Linked DNA regions of Mus musculus: region 2 is linked to region 1. The links are chromatin contacts, called in public HiChIP or PLAC-seq maps. All regions are on one chromosome and are shown on one strand. The core of a region is the stretch at or near the end of the contact, and the rest is flanking DNA. Distances in the headings are between cores, read along the strand shown.

Evidence for each region. HiChIP or PLAC-seq counts read pairs in DNA pulled down with a chosen protein or histone mark.
Region 2: an H3K27ac HiChIP or PLAC-seq map of extraembryonic endoderm stem cells shows a contact between it and region 1. The contact joins the enhancer-like site here to the promoter of Ldb3 in region 1. A contact is called at or near these places in 4 of 484 Hi-C or Micro-C datasets (the N1E-115 cell line, embryonic stem cells, liver and 1 more), 5 of 115 datasets of contacts at active chromatin or transcription factors (embryonic stem cells, extraembryonic endoderm stem cells, intestinal villus epithelium and 1 more) and 3 of 9 other capture datasets (adipose tissue, liver and pancreatic islet).

What each region holds. Positions count from the first base shown.
Region 1 is chr14:34,584,892-34,590,986 of GRCm38.p6, reverse strand. Ldb3 (LIM domain binding 3) reads left to right here and starts at 2,380. Exons shown (of 15, transcript NM_001039074.2): 1 at 2,380-2,610. The coding sequence starts at 2,518. It also overlaps a transcript of Opn4 not described here.
Region 2 is chr14:34,621,006-34,627,100 of GRCm38.p6, reverse strand. No RefSeq gene overlaps it. Among named protein-coding and RNA genes, the nearest start is that of Gm52113, 3.7 kb to the right of the region's middle. Within about 2 kb of position 3,485, at least 24 of the 459 cell types and tissues checked have an H3K27ac peak or open chromatin away from gene starts, as enhancers often do. A contact at or near this core is called in extraembryonic endoderm stem cells, intestinal villus epithelium and trophoblast stem cells, where this site is marked.

The DNA of each region.
Region 1 (6,095 bases), core at 1,131-3,630:
GGCGATGGCACTGGGGAACACATCATTTATTTATGAGATAAACATCTTGGCCAGCTTTCACAACCAGGCCGGACATCTCATTGGTTCAGAAAGCCCTTCCCCGCGTCCAGGGCTCAAAAGCTGAACACAGACTTTACTTTGTGCACTGGGAATACTTTTTTGCCTCTAGCTCCTCCCATAGCATTCTCACTGTGGCCCACACTCACATGTACATGGGCACTGGCAGGCACAGAGGTACCTATTGCATGCACACCAAGCAACAAGTGTGCACACCCTGCCCCTACTCGTTCCATGTTAGCGGTCCAAGTTCCTTCCAGATGTGGATCTGACAAGGCACAGGAAAATAAAAACAAACAAACAAACAAACAAACAGGGTCTCTAGTGATAAGCATGTCTCCTGGTGCGTCAGTGAAGAGAACAGGGCCTGGTCTTCATGCCTCCAGCAGTTTCTTTATTCTGACCCCTAGATTTCCAGATTTAACTCTCACTCCTAAAAACCCATCTCAAACTATATGGGAAGCAAAATAGAGGAGGGACAAAGGCCAGTATGGCCCATGCACCCCTCCCCAGTGACGTGTGGAGCTCCGCCCAGTCTCTGTGTACTAGCTGCTTTCCAACTGGCTTTGGATCTCCCAGGGGAGGCCAAGGGAGGCTGGCCTTCCCCTTTAAGAGCATCTCTCTACCACCTTTTCCTTAACCAGAAGCCACCAGGCAGTGCCAGAGGCCAGAGAAAGAGCCTTCGGCTCCAGGTACAACATCGATGGGGTTCCAGGACCAGGTCTGCCCTTTCTTTCTGGTTATGCCTCCTGGCTGGATCTTCCCCAGCTGGGAATGACAGATAGATGGCCCTGGGGAGCAAGGAGAGAGTTAGGATGGATGGGCTGGTACAGAGGATGGGATGGGAGAGGGATGGGGAGGTCCGGCCTCCTGGCCATGAAGGTGGAGTTGCATGGTACAAAGAAAAGCCCAAGCCCCCACCCCCCACTGCTTCCACTTGCAATTTTCATGGCCTTGGGCAAACTACCAAGTGACCCTGGAACATCACCACTTTTACCGTGCACCCTACATATGGCAGGACTGGGGTGTGAGACCGGAGTTATGACAGCTAGGAAATTACTCACACTCAGGCCAGCACTGAGCCTTCAGGTTAATGTCTTTGAGAGGGCCACCAAGAAGCCACCCCATCTTCCCTGAAACTCAGTTTCTCGAGCTGAGGAGCCTGAGTGAACCTCGATCTATCTCCAGACCACATGAGATCTGAAGTCTCTCTTTTGGGAGGGCAGGCTTCTAGGGGTATCTTAATCCAAACATCATGCTGGTTGAAGTCCCAAGGGCCAAGGCCCCCGCCCAGGGCACACTGTCACCGGGGTATGGGCTGAACATGCCACACATGCTTCCCCCTCTCCTGTCCCTTCTATCTCTGTGTCCTAGCAGCTGAACAAATGGCACACATGGCACTTCTCCCTACCCCCCTGTCATTCCTGCGCAAAGGGCACGGAGCCTGGCGTGAGACGCTGGCAGCTGTAGCTTTCCATGCTACTGTCAAGTTTTCCAGGGTACAAATGAGACAGGAGAGCCAGGAATAACTGCCTGGGCCCCAGAGGGTCTAGAGGGGTGGGACAACCCCAGACCTGGCCTAAGACCTTTATCTTGGGGGTCATGCAGCACCCCCTTCTTCGGACCAGGGCTTTGGAAGATGTTATAGCCACTAGGAGCCTATTATCCGACATGAGTCCCATTGGAATGAGCTCAGGATCCTGTGGGACCTGAGTCCATTTTCTGTGTGACCTTGGAGAATAGATTTAACTTCTCTGAGACTTGGCTTTTACAATCCAAGGTGCCAGGACCCTGTGGAAGCTGATGTGAAGAGTCCTTTTCTGAACTTGGCCATGTTCAAAGCCCTGCCACTACATGAGCATTCTTATGTCCAGACCCATAAAAGCGACCCAGGAGCCAATCATTCTTCTGACCCATTGGAGGCTAAGCTGAGTCCAAGGCCCCACTGGGGCCCTACAAGGGATAAGGTGCCAACTCATGGTCCCCACCAGGGACAACAGAATAGCAAAACCCCTATCCAGAGTGGACCCACTGACTACCACAGAACGTGGACTCTGCAGAGGGTACAAGGGAGGCCAGTCCTCCATGCCTGCCCCTTGGGGATGGGTGTTCTGGGTGCTTGACACCCCTCCCCAGGGACTATATTAGCTGCGTGAGTCATGGTGGACCGGCTGGGAGGCCATGGGCAGGCGGGCCCAGTGTAGGGTTACAGTCCATTTATGGGCGCAGCAAGGGCAGATATCAGTGTCGATGGCATTCACTCCCAGCTATTCTTAGGAGCCTCCCAGGAGCTCTGCACAGCCTGGCCAGGCAGCAAGGAACGCAGCAGGCAAGGCCAGGGGTTGGGGTCTGGGGCCAGGACCAGAGATAGGGGCTGGGAAGATAGGCTGCATAAGGGTCCTCTCACCTGACTCTTCGTACTGTTTGCCTGCAGAGGAAGCCACCGCTGTCAGCACCAGTATGTCTTACAGTGTGACTCTGACTGGGCCTGGGCCCTGGGGCTTCCGTCTGCAGGGAGGCAAGGACTTCAACATGCCCCTCACTATCTCCCGGGTAAGTGCACATGGCCCACAGCCTCATTCTCAAAGGGGTGGGGCATTCTTGGAAGAGGGTACACTCATGACCATCTGTCTGTCAGTCTGTCTGTCTTCCCCAGGGCTCTTGCCCGATTCCTGGTCTGAAGTCCAGGGCTGGAATGGTCTCCTTATCTTAGCCACAGATCAATTTGTTTCACCTCAGCTCGTTCCCTGGACTTTGCCCATCTAAGCAAGACGTCAGGGGCAAATAGCTTGGCATTTTGAGTGGAGGAAGAAATGCTGAGTTGGCAGACTGGGTAAGCTTGTGGGTAGAGAGTGCAGGGCCTTCCCCAGCACGGTAAGCTTGAGGTAGTCCCCAAGCTTGGAATCCCTCCCTAGAAGCAGGCAGCTGCTTAGGAAAGAGCATATCTATCAGGAGGAAGGCAGTGCCAGTCAGGTAGACAGAGGGACAGCGTGTTGTCCTTGCTGCCCTACTGTTTGTCGGATGTAAGTCCAGGAGAGACAGCACTGTCCAATGGAAGTAACACTGAATGTCAGGGGTGATGGGGACAGCTCCTGTGATTTGGAGAAACTGAGGCCCAGAGAGGCCAAAAAGTAGACACACTTGGAAGGAAGAGAAGTTTCATTACTGCTGTAGTCCCAGCCCCTAGGCCACAGCCTGGTGCTATCTGCTCACTATGTGTTAAGTAAGGACACCCTACAAGTCCTGGTAGACGTGGGACCAAAGCTCTCATGGCTTAGGGGGCCTGGGAGGCATACAGGGAACTAGTATAACCTGCTTGGTGGCTGAGCCCCTGGCAGGCCTGATCTGGGCTTACGATGTAGAGTTAGACTCCAGGATGTCACTGTACAGTTGGAGGGTGGAATCAAGTATGACTGGATTGCAGTTTCTTCCATAGAGTGGCAGACAGTGCCCTTGGACCTAGGGCTAGCACTCAGTGGTAGTGGGGAATCCTGGGAAGTCCTGGACAGAGGGCCCAGTGCTCCCTCTGAAGCAGTCTTGGTCCTCCTATCACTTTTAAGCTAGGCACTTTGAGGAGCCTTTGTGGAAGGGCAGTGTCCTTCACCTCTCTACCTCAGACCTGAAGTCTCTGCCCTCCAGACACACTGCCCTGAAAACCACTGGGCCCCCTATTAGGAGGATACCCTAAACCATGTCCATCTTGCTTGATGATGTGGTGACATATAGATAGGTGAGCCCAGTGGCTACCCCCAATCCAGGCTCTGCCCAGGCCCCACTCCTGTATAAGACAGGGCCTCTCCTACCGTCCTCATGTGCCCTCTGACCTCCTATGCCTAGGGCTGAGCCCACAGCCCCCAAAGCCCACCATCTCCAAGGCCTGCTGCTTTGTCTTATGGGAACAAATTCATCACTGAGATCAGTAGCACCCAGGAAAGTCAATGACCTCACTCCGGACCTATGCACCACCTGGCCCCGGATGGCCAAGGCTTAAATGGCAGCAGGGAGGCTTTAAGCTAGACAGCAGGAAGAATGTCCTCATTCAAAGAGGGGGTGTGCTGGAAGCTAATGCTAGGGAGACTTTTAAAAATAGAAGCCAGGGTACTAGGGGTTTACCTCATATCTGATACATACCTCAGATTGCCGGCAGCAGGGTGGACTGAGCCGTAGTGTTCAGGTCTTGCTCTCTCCTGAAAAACTACATCTAGTGGGCCACAGATACAGTGGGCTTTGGCATCTCAGGCTTGGGCATCCCAGGCCCAGTGCTGATGGCAAGACAGACCCCGTGAACACTAGGCTTGTGGCGTTTGCTGCTGAGGTCCCTTCTGTACCAGTCACAGTCTACTCACAGAGACACAGGGCCAGGATTCTGCCCAGCCTTCAGCACTCCCCTGCTCTGGGTGCAGACACTGTGATTGAGAGAGATGATCAGCCCAGCCTAACTCTCACGCCTGGTCCTTTGCCTGTTGAACCAGAAAAATTGTTGCCACCTGCATGCAGGGTGATATTTGGGTACCACCCTAATCATGGCCTCCACACAGATACAATGGCTTCATCCTAAGCAGAAGACAACCTCCTTCCTCAAGTGAGTCTACTCCTAAGAATCTGCAGAGATGGGGTTCAGGAGGGACACTCTAGAGAGGAGGGCAAACGTCTTTATTTATCCTGGACAGGTGCAGAGGCCTGCAACCTGAGCTGCCCTCTCACCCTCCCCTCCCCTACCTTAGCTGATTCTCCAGGAAGCAAAGTTGAGGGAACAGATTAACAGGCCCAGCCCTCACCAGGGCCCCTGCTTCTGCGGCTAGGTGTGGGGCTTTGCCCTTCATGGCTACTGGCACTCTCCACCCTAGGGAAGAGGCAAGTGTCTTTGTTCAGTTCTATATCTCTCTGCTGTGTCGCCAGTAGCACAGCCTCAGTTGTATCACCTGTACAATGGGACAGTGCTGTCTACACTTGACATTGTAGAAATGAGGCTGACTGTGAGGCTAGTGTGCAAAGGGACTGTGGAATGGGTAAGGCCTGCCTCCTTATTGGAAGGCCTCGACCTCCACCCTACCTGGCAGGCTTGCCTGGGCCATAGTCCAGAGGCCTTCTGCCTGCCTCTCCTCCGATTTCAGTTTCAGTATTATTGAACTTTCCCAGCTTCGGCAGTGACACTAAGAACAGTGGACCCTTGGGAAGAGACCGGAGGACAGTCTGAGACTATTCTGGGGGTAGCTGTGCTGGCAATTTCTGGAATTTCCAGGCCCCTGGAGCACAGCACCTGGGACTGTTCTTGGTAGCGCCTATCAGCACTGACAGGCCATGCTGTTTATAGCCCCGCTGAAGGTCAGGCAGCCATCTATCTAAGCTATCCAGCAGGAGATGATAAGGAACCGTCACCGATAAAGACTGCATTCTTAGAGGTGCACCTTGGTCAGGCCCTCCTGTGACTCACACTTGCCTCTGACCTCTTGAAGGCCCTGAAGAAAGGAGAGCAGAGGCCCACTAGGTCCTGGGAGGGGTCCTTGTGGGTCCCTGAACCAGAACTCAAGCCAAGGGAGGCTCTAGGAGCAGACAGGAATGGGAGCAGGTGCTATGGGGAGACAGGAGACTCTGGGGACAGCAGATGTGAGGGATGCACAGGCAGAGGAGGAAATCACCCAACTGTGAAGACCCTCCAGTCCTTGTCTCCAGTCTTCCCATTCCTAAATACAGCTTCTCCACTCTGCTGGAGCCAGGTTCCTGCTCTCCTCTCATAGGAACCATCCTGGGGGTGGGGGGCGTGAAACAGATTTTCCAGGGCCAAGTGCACACAAAAACACTGGCGGTTTGCTGGGAGACACAGAGGGGAACAATGTTGGGACCTGGAGAAACAGGAGGGTCCTCTTAGACACACACACACACACACACACACACACACACACACACAAACACACACAGACACACACAGAGACACCAAGCATTGATATGTGTAGACTCTTAGGTGCCAAGGCACCTATCTGAGTGTGTGAGGCATGAGGTATAGAGAAGACAGGGCCTGTGGTCATTTCTTAGGAGAA
Region 2 (6,095 bases), core at 2,236-4,735, 35 kb before region 1:
CATTTTGCACCTGGACAAGCTATGCATGAGCATTCTGCTTTCCCACAGGTCTCAGGGCGTGTTGTCAGCTTTTTGAGTTTTTGCCAATCTGATAGGCGAGGCCTGTGATCCCAGGGTGGCTTAGCTCTGCGTTTCTCCTATTGGGAGTGAACCTGAGTGTTTTCCTAAGTTCAGGGGCAATAGTGGGGGCTGGAGCAATGGCTCAGTCATTGAGAGCCCTGGCTGTTCCTCCAGAGGACCCAGGTTCAGTTCCCGGAACCTCCATAGTGACTCACAACCATGTGTAATCCCAGTTCCAGGAGATCTGATGCCTTCTTCTGCCCTCTGAGAGTATCAGGCACACGCTGGTGGCTAGATACACATGCAGACGAACACTCATACACATAAAATAAACACAAATCATCTTTTAAAAACAGAGCAATTTATGCTGCTTCTTCTGGAACTATGTAGGCACAGAGTTTGAAGACACCCCCCCCACCCCCCGGCTCTAGAGCTTCAAGCTGGCCAAGTCCCTCCTCCACAAGCTTCTACAACCATTAACCTATGACCCCTCTCTATTAATTTTCCTATTCCAGATAATTCCTATGAATTGAATCATAATTTGAAGTTCGATTTTTTTCATTTAGTCTAATTAAATTTAGTCTAAATTTCGTTCCAATACTGAGAGGGGAGGGATAGAACCCAAAACTTTACAAGTACTAGGCAAGCGTTCTATCTTTGAGCTGTATCCCAGTCCAGTAAAATGCTTTGGCATTATTCATGGTGTAGCAAATTAGTATTTCATCCCCCTTTTATTGTAGACTAATCTTTTGCTCATCAAGCTTATCCATAAGTACATATTCAAAATACCTTTCCCTTTTTATTATAAATAATGCTATGGATACTCATGTGCAAGTTTTTGTATGAATATGTACTTCCTTCCTTTTTTCTCTCCTTCCCTCTCTCCCTCCCATCCCTCCCTCCCTTCCTCCCTTCCTTCTTTTTGTGGTACTGGAGTTAGAACCCAGAGCATTACATGTGATAGTTAAGCACTCCATACTAACCTATATCCCCAGCACACAAACTTCACTACTCCTGGGTAGGTATTTAGTGAAATTTCTGGGTAGAGTGTTAACTTTATATATACTGTGTACATGAATATTAAATGTAATATGTCTGTATTCTGGGAGAAACTTCAGAACTGCTTTCGCACAGAAGTTACACGATCTTACATTCCCAGCAGTAATGCAAAGGTCCAGCTTCCTTTCTCATTCCTGTCAACATTTGCTATTTTTCATTTAAAATAATTACATAGATCTGAGTGTAGTGGTGCAGACATCTCATCTCAACACTAAGGAGTTGGAGACAGGATCATGGGGGTCTTGAGTTCTAGACCAGACCAGGTTACAGAGCAAAACCATGTCTCAAACAACACCAACAAAGCCTACAGCCGCTCTAGTGAGCGTGGAGATGTCTCAGTGTAGGTTATTTGGTCTGTTGATTTTGTTTGTTTGTTGCTTCTGGCCTTATGAGACAGGGCCCTTGTCTGTAGCATAGGTGGGTCTTAAACTCCTATCCTCCTGCCTCAGTCTCACAAGGGCTGTGCTACCTCTTGCAGCTCCTGGCAGTTCTGTTTTTCATTTCCTTAACGTTGAGTTTTGCTTATTGGCGATTTGTGTGTCTTCAGAGAAATGTCTATTTGAGTCTTCTGCCCGTCGTCAATTTCTTTGTCTTTTTATTGTTAGGCTGCAAGAATGTTTTGTAACATCTAGAAATGAGCAGTGCTTATCAAACCTGAGACTTGTAACCGTCTTCTTCCATTTCGTGGACTGTCTTGGTGTTTCCTTTGAGTCCTTTGGGGAACGCTGACGAAGTCTGCTTTATTCTTTCAATTTCTCTCTTGTTTTACTGTCATAGTCACCCTAGCCTACCCAAACGTTAGGAGGCTTTCACCCCATGTTTTCTCCTAGGAGTGTCATACTCACAGATCTTCCACTTAGAAAAATAATCCAGGGCTGGAGAGAGGGCTCAGCGGTTAAGAGCACTGACTGCTCTTCCAGAGCTCCTGAGTTCAATTCCCAGCAACGACATGCCTCTTCAGGTGTGTCTGAAGACGGTAACAGTGTACCCACATACATGAAATAAATAAATCTTAAAAAAATAAAGAATCCAGCTGGAGCCCATTTTCCTGTAGGGCATAAGATGAATATCCAGCCTCATCCTCCTGTGTGTGGATATCCGATTCTCCACAATACCTGCTTGTTTAAAAGACCACCCTATTTCATTGAATTGTCCTCAACACCTAAAAGAGATTTATTTTATTTAATGTGTATGAGTGACTGGAGTGCTTACATTTACATATGTGCACCATCAATACACCTGCCGTCCATGGCTGTGAGCCTCCAAGTGGATCCTGGGAACCAATCTCCGGTCCTCCACGAAGGGCAGCCAACACTCTTAACCACTAGGCCATCTCTCCAGACACTGTCCCGACAGAGCACCAACCTCTGCTGACCATGGATGAGAGAGCTTATTCTTGGGCCCTCAAGTCCACTCTTGGATCTATGTATATTTTTCTCTAAAAATCAATTCATTGTTTTGGAAAAATACATTGTTTGTTTGTTTTGTACATACATTTGCACGTGTGTCGGGAGATGTGAGAGTCAGTCTTCTCCTTCCATCACGTGGATGCAAGGGAGGTGGCTTACAGATAGATGATCAGGTTTGAAGGCAAGCATCTTCCTGATGCCATCTACCCAGGTCCCTCTCTCTAATTCTCTGTTCAAATCTTTCTTTCTTACTTACTTTCTGTTTTAAGAGATCATCTGCCTTTTATTTTTATTATTTATTTTTAATTACATATTTATTTTATGTATGTGAATATACTATCGCTGTCCTCAGACACACCAGAAGAGGGTATCAGATCCCACTACAGGTGGTTGTGAGCCACCATGTGGTTGAGCAGCCAGTGCTCTTAACCACGGAGCCATCACCTCCAGCCCCATTATTTGTTTGTTTACTCACCTTTTTATTTATTGTCCTTGTACAGTCCCGTCAAGTTTAATGGGAAAAATTAACATCAAAAACCACACCCCTGCACGTGAACAGGGAACTGACACCAGGACAGGAAGTCATAAAATCAAATAACTCGGTGCTCTTTCTCAACCTGTATTTGTTCCATGCATTGAAGACGTGACACCCATTCCTCCGTATGTGGGGGTCTGTGGTCTTGCCAAGCTCCCCGTGTGCTTTAACTCTTGTGCTGCCACAACTCCTGCTTCTACCACAATGGCCTTTCTCAGGCCTGGGTCTTGAGTGACTTCTGCCTTCCTTTGAGTTAGAGTTTCAGAAGGACTTCGTTGTCCTCACCCCTTATCGGAATGTTCTTTGTCACTGTGATCCTCAGGCTGTGTCTCTTGGGGTGTTTATCTCTGGACTCGTGTCTTCTTGTCTGTTGGAAGCTGGGTGCTTATCACGAAGCCGGCTTTTATTTTATCAGAGCACGCAGTCTCCAGCATAGCCTCTTCCTGCGTCAGCGCTGGCTTTGATCCAGCTCCAGCTCCTTGGTCTTCTCCCTCTGTCAGCGTCTGACTTTGCTCTTCTTTCTCTTGACCTTGACTAAGATCTTGAATAATGAAATTCTAAGATAGATGGAGAAACAGAAACATCTAATATTCTTTTTTTTTTCTCTTTGCTTTAGTCAGCGATGTCTCCTCTGGGACTAGTGTATCAGTGGCCACCATGGTCTAGATTCCCTGTCACTAAGGCAGGGCCTCTGCTTGCCACACTCAAAATTCTTTTTGAATGCATTTATGTAACGTAATGTCTGCCTGCATGTAAGAGCACATGAGTGCAGATGCCTGAGACATGACCTAATGGTGGTGTTAGATCCCCTAGAGCGATAAAGAACAACGAGTTAGATAGGTCACTGTGAGCTGCCTAATGTGGATGCTGGGAACTGAACTGGGGTCCTTCCACAAGAGCAGTGAGCCTTCATAACCATCTCTCCAGCCCCAGCATTTCCTTTTGTAATAAACGTAAAAGATGTCTACCTCAGACCTTAATAGTATGTTCATCGTATTTGGGATTGTTTAGGCTTTGCCTGAAGAAAAGAGACATGGGTTAAGCTAGTCCAAGATAAGGTGTAATTAGCCCTGGACCTGCAACATTCCAACCTTCTCCACATTCCTGCCATTCTAATCAGCTATCAGTCTTTGCGGACAGGGCTTCTTTCCAGGAACCCTCGCTCACATTTTACAATTCACTTGGGTTGGTTTTGGGTGGCTATTGTTGTTTTTTAATCTAATGCTTGAGGAGGCCAGAAGAGGGTGTCAGGTGGCCTGGAGCCAGAATTACAAAGAGTTATAAGCCACCATGTGGCGTACTGAGACTTGAACCCAGGTCCTCTACAGCAAGGACTCATAACTAACTTCAGAGCTGTCTCTCCAGTTTCACTATGTTTAATGTCTGTTGAATCTGCAGATCTAGATCTCTCTCTCCCTCCCTCCCTCCTGCTCCCCTTCTCCCCTCTCTCCCTCTCATTCTTTTTATTTTTTATTCTGTGTTTTTCTATGTGTCTGAAAAACCTGTTCTTACTTTTTTTTTAAAAAAATAAATAACATGCTATAAATATGAGATCTGGGCTGGTGCGGTGGCTCAGTGGTTAGGAGCACTGACTGCTCTTCCGAAATTCCTGAGTTCAAATCCCAGCAACCACATGGTGGCTCACAAACATCCGTAATGAGATCTGACACTCTCTTCTGGTGCATTTGAAGACAGCTACAGTGTACTTACATATAAAAATAAAATAAAAAAATCAATTAATAAATATGAGATCCCAAGTGGACAAAATTTTTATCCTTTTAGGATGTTCTAAACTAGCCAAGAATGCTGGTGAATGACTGTAATCCCAGAACTTTGGAGGCTGAGGCAGGAGGATCATGAGTTTGAGGCCAGCCAGGACTACAGAAATGTGATCTCATCTCAAAAAAGAAAACAAAAGAGAGTAGGGGCGGGGGGGGGGGGCAGTGTGTGTGTGAGTGGGGAGGGGACAAGGAAGGGCAGAGAGGAGAGAGCGCTATTGTGGTCTTTCACAGACTTTGACAGGAAAAAGTCTTGCTTCCTCCTCCTCCTCTTCCTCTTTTCCTCCCCCTTCTTGGTTTTTCAGGACAGGGTTTCTCTGTGTAGCCCTGGCTGTCCTGGAACTCACTCTGTAGACCAGGCTGCCCTCGAACTCAGAAATTCGCCTGCCTCTGCCTCCCAAGTGCTGGGATTAAAGGTGTGCACCACCACGCCCGGCCAGGTATGGATTTTCAATGACGTACAGACTAGATTATTGAATGATGTCCCAGAGGTCCCAGGTTCACTGTTTCCAGTCTTCGAAAACTGTATATATTTGGTTCATAATTTATTTAAAATACCTGAACACGGCTATAAAACTGTTTAAATATTCCTGCCTATAACTTTGTCAGATTTGTCAGTGAGTCTGTTTAGGTTACCCAGCATCTGGCTGGTCCTGTTGCTTCATCCAGAGAGAAATTACAGGAGGGCAGTTTGGCCTCGTGAAGCAGGTCTATAAGCCCAGCTACTCTGGAGGCTGAGGTGAGAGGGTTTGCGTGTTCAAGGCCTGTTTGTGCTATAGAACAAAGTCAAGACCAGCCTGGGTGACTTAGTAAGACCTTGTCTGTCCCTAAATAAGGTACACACACACACACACACACACACAATGCTGGGGATTTAGCTCAGGTAAAGAGTGCTTGCTTAGTATGTGTGAGACCTTGGTTTGATTCCCAGAACACAAAAGAGGAGGAAGAGGAGAGGGAAGGAGGGAGGGAAGTGGGGAAAGAACATATGAAGACAAGAATCTGACAAGAAGCTCTATAGCGCAGGTCAAATTTTAGAGGCAGCAGACAGCTGGGAGCCATGGCTGGTGGTGCCCTCTAGCGTTTCTTGAAGCCCTCAGCCCTACTTTGAGAAGTTACAGCTCCTGTGAGTTCTAGACTAGTGGGATTCCTCAGCCCTGCCCCCACGTATGTTTTCCCCTTCGTCTACATAAAACCGGTTGCGGTTGTAGGAAAAGGGTGGCTGCTTTGGGGACCAGGTATCAGTATTTTCCA